2 separate regions of the Hordeum vulgare genome follow, and region 2 is linked to region 1. Evidence: chromatin contacts called from public Hi-C data. All regions are on one chromosome and are shown on one strand. The core of a region is the stretch at or near the end of the contact, and the rest is flanking DNA. Distances in the headings are between cores, read along the strand shown.

The links. Hi-C and Micro-C count contacts between places; a contact is called where the count stands out from the background.
Region 2: a contact with region 1 is called in a Hi-C map of leaf, with 2.0 times the contacts expected there. The contact joins two enhancer-like sites. A contact is called at or near these places in 2 of 6 Hi-C or Micro-C datasets (leaf and seedling).

What each region holds. Positions count from the first base shown.
Region 1 is chr7H:194,879,037-194,883,384 of MorexV3_pseudomolecules_assembly, reverse strand. No RefSeq gene overlaps it. Among protein-coding and RNA genes, the nearest start is that of LOC123406999, 250 kb to the right of the region's middle. Within about 2 kb of position 3,049, at least 3 of the 3 cell types and tissues checked have open chromatin away from gene starts, as enhancers often do. A contact at or near this core is called in leaf and seedling, where this site is marked.
Region 2 is chr7H:194,911,401-194,915,605 of MorexV3_pseudomolecules_assembly, reverse strand. No RefSeq gene overlaps it. Among protein-coding and RNA genes, the nearest start is that of LOC123412983, 240 kb to the left of the region's middle. Within about 2 kb of position 1,760, at least 3 of the 3 cell types and tissues checked have open chromatin away from gene starts, as enhancers often do. A contact at or near this core is called in leaf and seedling, where this site is marked.

The DNA of each region.
Region 1 (4,348 bases), core at 1,800-4,299:
CTATGTCAAGGATTTAGTTAATCCCGTATATTATTCCCTTTGTTCTTCGGTATGTTACTTGCCCGAGATTCGATCGTCGGTATCTCTATACCTAGTTCAATCTCGTTGCATGCAAGTCTCTTTACTCGTTCCATAATACAAAATCCCGTGACTAAGTCTTTAGTCACATTGCTTTGTAGACTTGTTGTGATGTTGTATTATCGAGTGGGCCCCGAGATACCTCTCCGTCACACGGAGTGACAAATACCAGTCTTGATGCATGCCAACTCAACAGACACCTTCAGAGATACATGTATAGTACTTTTATAGTCACTTAGTTATGTTGCGACGTTTGATACACACAAAGTATTCTTCCGGTGTGAGTAAGCTACATGATCTCATGGTCAAAGGAACATATACTTGACATGCAGAAAAACAGTAGCAATAAAACAACACGATCACATGCTATGTTCATAGTTTGGGTCTTCTCCATCACATAATTCTCCTAATGATGTGATCCCGTTATCAAGTGACAACTCTTGTCTATGGTAAGGAAACCTTGACCATCTTTGATCAATGAGCTAGTCCAGTAGAGGCTTACTAGGTACGGTGTGTTGTCTATGTATCCACAGATGTATCTGAGTTTCCATTCAATACAATTCTAGCATATATAATAAATGATTATACTGAACAAGGAAATATAATAATAACTATTTTATTTTTGCCTCTAGGGCATATTTCCAACAGTCTCCCACTTGCACTAGAGTCAATAATCTAGCGCACATCACTATGTGATTTACAATGTAATAAATATAACACCCATACAGTTCTGGTGTTGATCATGGTTTGCTCGTGGAAGAGGCTTAGTCAACGGGTGTGCAACATTCAGATCCGTGTGCACTTTGCAAGTACTTATGTCCGCCTCTTTGATGTAATCGCAGATGGCATTGAAGCGTCACTTTATGTGTCTGGTCCTCTTGTGAAACCTTGGTTCCTTGGCTAGAGCAATGGTACCAGTGTTTTTACAGAACAGAGTCATTAGATTTAATTCACTAGGCACAACTCCATGATTTGTCATGAACTCCTTCATCCACACACCCTCTTTGGCCGCCTCTGAGGCAGCTATGTACTCCGCTTCACATGTAGAATCAGCTACCACGCTTTGCTTGGAACTGCACCAGCTTACCGCACCCCCATTGAGAATAAATACGTATCCGGTTTGAGACTTAGAGTCATCCAGGTCAGTGTCAAAGATTGCATCGACGTAACCCTTTACGACAAGCTCTTCATCACCTCCATAAACGAGAAACATTTCCTTAGTCCTTTTCAGGTACTTCAGAATATTCTTGACCGTTGTCCAGTGTTCTATTCCTGGATCACTCTGAAACCTTCTCGCCATACTTATGGCAAGGCTGACATCAGGTCTTGTGCACAACATTGCATACATGATAGAGCCTATGGCTGAAGCATAGGGGCGACACTCAGCTTTTCTCTATCTTCTGCAGTTACTGGGCATTGACTCTTACTCAACTTCACACCTTGTAGCACAAGCAAGAACTCCTTCTTGGACTGCTCCATTATGAACTACTACAAAACTTTGTCAAGGTATGAGCTCTGTGAAAGTCCTATTAAGCGTCTTGATCTATCTCCATAGATCTTGATGCCTAATATGTAAGCACCTTCTCCTAGGTCCTTCATAGAAAAACTCTTATTCAAATAATCCTTTACGCTTCCCAAAATGGCTATATGATTTCCAATCAGCAATATGTCATCCAAATATAATATTAGAAATGCTATAGAGCCCCCACTCACTTTCTTGTAAATACAAGCTTCTCCACAAACTTATATAAACCCAAACGCCATGATCACCTCATCTAAGCGTTGATTACAACTTCGAGATGCTTGCACGAGTCCATAAATGGATCGCTGGAGTTTGCATACTTTCTTAGCATTCTCTGGATCGACAAAACCTTCTAAGGAGCGCTGCTTTGACATCAATTTTCCAAATTTCATAATCAAAAAATGCAGCTATTGCTAACATGATTCTGATGGATTTAAGCATCGCTACGGGTGAGAAAGTCTCATCGTAGTCAACTACTTGAACTTGTGAAAAACCCCTTGCCACAAGTCGAGTTTTATAGACGGTGATATTATCGTCTGCGTGTGTCTTCTTCTTAAAGATTCATTTATTCTGAATGGCCTTTCGCCCTTCAGGTAATACTTCCAAAGTCCACACTTTGTTTTCATACATGGATCCTATGTCAGATTTCATGGATCTAAACATTTGTTGGAATCGGGGCCCACCATCACGTCTCCATAGCTCGTAGGTTCATTGTTTCTAACAACATGACTGACAAGACAGGGTTTCCGTACCACTCAGGAGTATTACGTGCCCTTGTCGACCTACGAGGTTCGATAACAACTTGATCTGAAGCTACATGATCATAATCATCAGCCTCCTCTTCAACAGATGTAGGCTCCATAGAAACATCTTTTTGCGTTGCGTCATTCTCTGGTTGAAGTATAGATTCTATAACTATAACATCCCAAATTTCAATTTGGAATATTTTACAATTATAGCTAAGCATCTATGCATTTTGATTGAAATGAATGTGGCAACTGAATTTTCATCTGGTATTTGATTTCATTTCTTTTGGCACGTGAATTTCATTCACAAATCCCTCACAAAATACCTTGTACAACAAGTATGAGAGGAGGTAACATGACACCCCAAAAGTGAGAAGAAAAATAGTGCCAATTTATTTGAAAGTCAAATTTGATTTTATTTGGAATTTTAAAGAAAAAGTTTTATAAAGTTTTTATTTTGTGTTTAATAAATGTCCATGCTATAGGATTTATTTTTCCGATCGTTTTGATATACAATACCCTAAATATTATTTTGTGTATAGTATGTTATTTTCGTTTTATTTCTCAAAAAAAAACTGGGCTGACCCAGCCAGCCATGGGCCAGTGCCCCAGCCGACCCCACACGCACGGTGTGAGTTGCCCTAGCAAGGCAAGGAGCAAGGTGAGCCACGAGCGCTCCTCCCAGCCGCCGTTGGCTGTTTGTTTTCCAAAAAAAAGGGCAACGAACCCCATGTCATGTGTCTCTCCTCCCGATTTCCTCTCCCTCTCGTACTCTCTCTCTCTGCGTGGGACCCGCCTAGTCTTCTTCCTGTCCACGAAAACAAAACAAAGTCCAACTCCACGCACGTACGTGTACAGACGCCGACTTTGGTTTAAACTTCATGAAAATCCTATCTCTAGTCAACCCCTGCTCAAGCATCATGTCCTATAAATACCCGTGACTCTCCTCGACTAATTCTCGTAAAACCCCCACGCCAAAACCCCATATACACGAAGCTTTCGGCGTTTGGATCTTGCCACAGAAGCTGCGGTTCATCGTCGGATTCCAACGCCCGTGAGCCATTCCGAGCCTCCATCCTTTGCAGTTAGACTTATTGCGATCCTTAGCTTCTTTTTGACATGGTCTAATCTCGTATCTCCATCTACAACGACCGCCTCGAGCTCGTAACGTCGCCGTAGTTCACGGAGTTCACCTCGATACCCCGTTCGCTTCGGTCACCACCAACCTTCACATTCAGCAAAAATCGTTTGCCCTCGACGTTCCGCATCTGTTGGACAACTTCCCCGACGCCGTTGATCACGGATCACGGAGTATGTTTTTTTTTTCCGTTTTATTCCTAAAAAAACTGCTGGCCAGGCGAGCGCACCGGACGGCCAAGCTAACCATGGGCCAGCGCCCCAGCCCACCCCACACGCATGGTGGGAGTTGCCCTAGCGAGGCAATGAGCGAGGCGAGCCACGAGTGCTCCTCCCAGCCGCTGCCGGCTGTTTGTTTTTCAAACAAAGGGCAACGAACCCCACGTTATGTTTCTCTCCTCCCAATTTCCTCTCTTTCTCGTACTCTCTCTCCCTGGCGCGTGGGACCCGCTCGGTCTTCTTCCTGTCCACGAAAACAAAACAGAGTCCAACTGCACGCACGTACGCGTAAAGACGCCGACTTCGGTTTAAACTTTGTGAAAATCCTATCTCAAGTCAACCCCTGCTCCAAGCATCATGTCCTATAAAAACCCTTGTACGCGAAGCTTTCGTCATTTGGATCTCACCGCAGAAGCTGCGGTTCATCGCCATATTCCGACGCCCGTGAGCCATCTCGAGCCTCCATCTTGTGTAGTTAGACTTTTTTCAATCCCTAGCTTCTTTTTGACAAGGTTTAATCTCATCTCTTCGTCTATAGCGACCACCTCGAGCTCGTAACGACGTCTTAGTTCACGGAGTTCACCTCGACGCCCCGCTCGCTTCGTTCACCATCAACCTTCACCTTCAGCAAAAAATCGGTCGCCCT
Region 2 (4,205 bases), core at 511-3,010, 34 kb before region 1:
CCATGAGTGACGAGTTTCTTTAGTCAACCCGGAACGTTGGCTAATTCCACTTACGGTCTTTGGGTTGAAAAAACACTAGACGCGCACACAACCGCTTAACTTCCTGGTGCCTGGAATCATCCACGGCAACGTTAAGTAAAACTCTAATTGAGGAGACCACAATATCCAATAGCATGGGATCACAATATTTATAACATGCGCACAGGGGCACTACCCCCTCGGTCAAAGAGGAACAACCATGCCCCGGGACCAAGTGACATGCCTACAAGTGATGTTTCTTTCACTATGGCCTCTCTGTACAGTGTGTGCAAGGAAAGGGGTTAACGACTTACTGAACCACACCCTACCCGTGGCAGGGACAAGTGGTAGCACAATTCAAGTATGGGGGTTACTGATACAAGACTCAATCTACAGTCGACTCGGGAGGTTTCTGTTTCCCTGCAATGGTTAGAACCATAAAATTTTCTAAAATATATCTAGCACTGTCACCACCCATCATGCCGAGACATGCCCTCACTTCTCACTCTCGTCACAACGAGATACTAGTTTTGTGGTCATACTTTACCCATGACCAAACCTTCCTCCGGGGTTTGTGAGGGCCAGTATACATGACATGAGGCAATAACCACTTCTCATATATAGATCTCATGATCAACAACAAATAAATTTCCATCATATGCATTCATGCATGATTATTTTCCATATCAATTTTTTTTATTTCAATAACATGATCATGAATTTGTTTAGCACAGCAAACAATGACTCAACTTATATCGTATGAGTGTTCAAGATGCTTGCCTTGAGTATGCAAAAGGGTTGTGTGCATTCCAAAAAAAATTGAGAGTATTCTCCCCTTCATTTTTCCTATTTTATAAATATTGAACTCAACACCTATTTCCAAAATAGTACAGAAAAGTTTTTAAATGAAATTATAAAATAGTACAGAAAAGTTTTTAAATAAAACTAGATGAGATTTTAGGAATAACAGAAAAAGAATCAACTCATTTGAAGTTGTGGTTTAAAAATTATAATATGTCAAAGTTACGTCAACTATCTGTTTTTAAATGAAATTATAAAAAGAAAAATGCTCGGATGAAATTATGCTTTCGAGAGGAGAAGACGTACTGCGAGGGTTTACTCTTCCACTAAAAGAGTGGGCGGGGACAAGGAGTCGCTGACAATGGGTCCTGCGGGCCCACCAGCCATGTTTGACCGGTCCACCACGCCCTCAACTTCCATCGACCGAACGGGGGAGGAGCACTGGCGATAGATGCCGGCGAACGACAATGATACCCAAGGATTTAATCACATGGGCGTGATCAGGATCTCGAGGCGAACCCGCGGGCACTATGCATGGTCGTCGTGGTGGACGGAGTCATCAGCGTCAAGCTCTCTCTAAAAGTTCCGGCGGGGCAAAAATGGGGCACCGTCCTACGAGCCAACTCCGGCGAAATTGAGGGGCGGGGAGAGCTCTGTGTGGTCCTGATGGTCTCCTTCCTCCGTGGGTTTTGGGGATAAGGATGCCGCTGCGATGAATTTGACCGAGCGGCTGCGGCGGCTATCGTTGCCGTAGGAGGTCGGTTCCTTGAGATACTACTCACACCGACATGGCGAGAGCCACTGATGGCGAACAATGGAGGTGGGGGCTCGCTGGCAGAGTTTGTCGGGGTAGGCGATGAAGTTGAGGATGAGCTCGGCGAGTTGGGATGCTCGGGGGCGCGGCAGGTGGCCTGGGTGGTGCCAACCACAGCGCGTGGCCGTGGCGGCTAGCGTTTGGAGCGTCGGGGACATGGCGGGCCCCTACAGAGCAAAGGGGAAGGTCGGTGGGGCTATGGCACGACGCGGCGAGCAGCAATGGATCAGGACGAGCTGGGGAGGGGCATTCCTGGGACACGGCGGCTCGGGCGTGAGCACATGCAAAACGCGTGCTCTGCTTGTGCTCGGGGCACGCACAACAGCTGCTCTACAAAATGCTAAGATAGCTTAAGGAGATTTGATGCAATTAAAATTTAACAGGGTCATGGTTTAGGGTAAAAAAGGTTCTTGAGGACATGCTTGTTTGGCTAATGGACTAGGTTGGCAAAGGGGTTTGAGAGGCGGTTAAAATCATGTCCTAAATTCAAGGTGTTCGACAGAATTACAAAGCCACCTAGATAGCTTTTCTAAAGATGACATTTCGGAGGATGGGGTCTCTTTAGATGTTAAAGATAGTGGTGAATTTAGTTTGGGGAAAGAGAAGACTCCCTAGTGCAAGTTTTGCTACAATTTAATTGTGAACAAAAACTTCAGGAATATTTTGGCAAACCTAAAAGTTGAATCTAGGCTGATATGTGGGACTTAAGGGTTTGGTTGGAAGGAGTAGTAGTGGTAAAGTTTTCAAGAATTATAGGGCTAGGAATAACGGGTTGCATTTAATATCACAAACTAGACTAGATTTGAAAGCTTGATGTTGGGCTTAAAATTTACAAACGACCAAGAGGGGTTTTTGCACAAAGGTGATATGTGGCATCATTTGACCTCTCCAATTTTTTGTGGAATTTTTAAATAGATAATTAAAATGGTTGTGGTGCAACAAGGGCAATTTTAGAGTTAAAGATGTTATTAAAAGAGTTAGTTGTGGGCAAGTTTTATTATAAAAATTACTCCTGCTAAATTTATAAGTGAAATAAAATGATTGAAGGAAAATATTCAGAGCCCAACTTACTTTTAAAAAAACCACTTGGACGGAAGGATTTTTTTAAAAGAAGGTTCTCAAACTAGCAAGGAGACAAATTATATTTAGAAGTTTTATTTTTGGCCAAATTTAAATTAATAAAAATATGGTTAAATTTTTGGGGTGTTACAACAATGTGCTTTGACGGATCGAAGATGCTTGCCGGGTAGGGGCTGGTGCTATACTTACATTCCCCACTCGCGACAACATCCAATACGTACTGGAAATCATGTACGCTCATTCCAATAACGTGGCCGGATATGAGGCTCTATTTCATGGACTTCGGATAGCAACATCAATGGGCATACAACTGCTTGAGGTACGAGTTGACTCTAACCTCGCCATCTCCCAAATCAACGACGATTTCGACGCCATTACAGCATATAGAAATGTCGTCCTTAAAATATCTCCATGGTTTGAAGGATTGGAATTCCACCATATGTCCACAGACAGAAATCAATCTACTGATATCCTCGCCCGCACGGGCGCCAAGCGTGACTCTTTCCCTAAGAACACCTTTTTGGAACGGCTTTTCAGACCATCCATGGTATGGTAGGACGAGGACAAGGATGCTAAAGAAAATGGCCATGAAGAGATCATCCCTCCTATCATCGAACCAGATGAACAAATCATCGGCGGTAAGGCACTTGAAAAAACACCTTTGTCTCACGAAGTCATGGTAGTAATCGCACCATGGACCAAGCCCTTCCTTGCCTACCTTCTCCACCAAGAACTCCCCGATGACCATACCGAGGCAAGACGAAGAATTCGGTGATCCAAGGCCTGCAAGGTCCATAAGGGTGAGCTATATAAGAAAAGCACCACCGGAGTTCTCCAATGGTGCATATCCGAAGAAGGAAGGCAACTCTTAGCCGAGATACATGCAGGCATGGGAGGCCACCACACAACAGCTTGGGCCCTGGTAAGCAAGGCCTTTCGAGCCAACTTGTTTTTGCCCAAGGCTCGTGCAGACACTCACACACTCGTGCAACATCGTGTTGGTTGTCAATTTTTTGCAAATCAAAGCCACATGCCCCCAACGGCTCTTTGGACAATATTGATCACCTAGCCTTTTACGGTCTGGGGGCTGGACATGGTCGAACCACTTAAAGGGGTGACTAATAAAAATAAATACCTACTGGTCATGGTCGACAAATTCACTAAGTGGATATTGAAGGCAAACCAATAACTTCAGCTAAGTTTGGACCGATTATCAACTTTATATCCAGCATGGTCCACCGTTATGGTGTTCCCCATTGTATAATAATGGACAATGGATCCAACTTTACACCCGAGGAGGTAAAAGACTAGTGCGCTACTTGGGCATCAACCTTGACTACGCCTCCGTATATCATCCACAAACCAATGCACAAGTCGAACGGGCCAACGGTCTTATTATGAGTGATACCAAACCTCGACTGGTCCGATATTTGAAAGAATCTGACTGCCATTGGGTGGAGGAGCTCGACTCTGTATTATGGAGCTTGCTCAC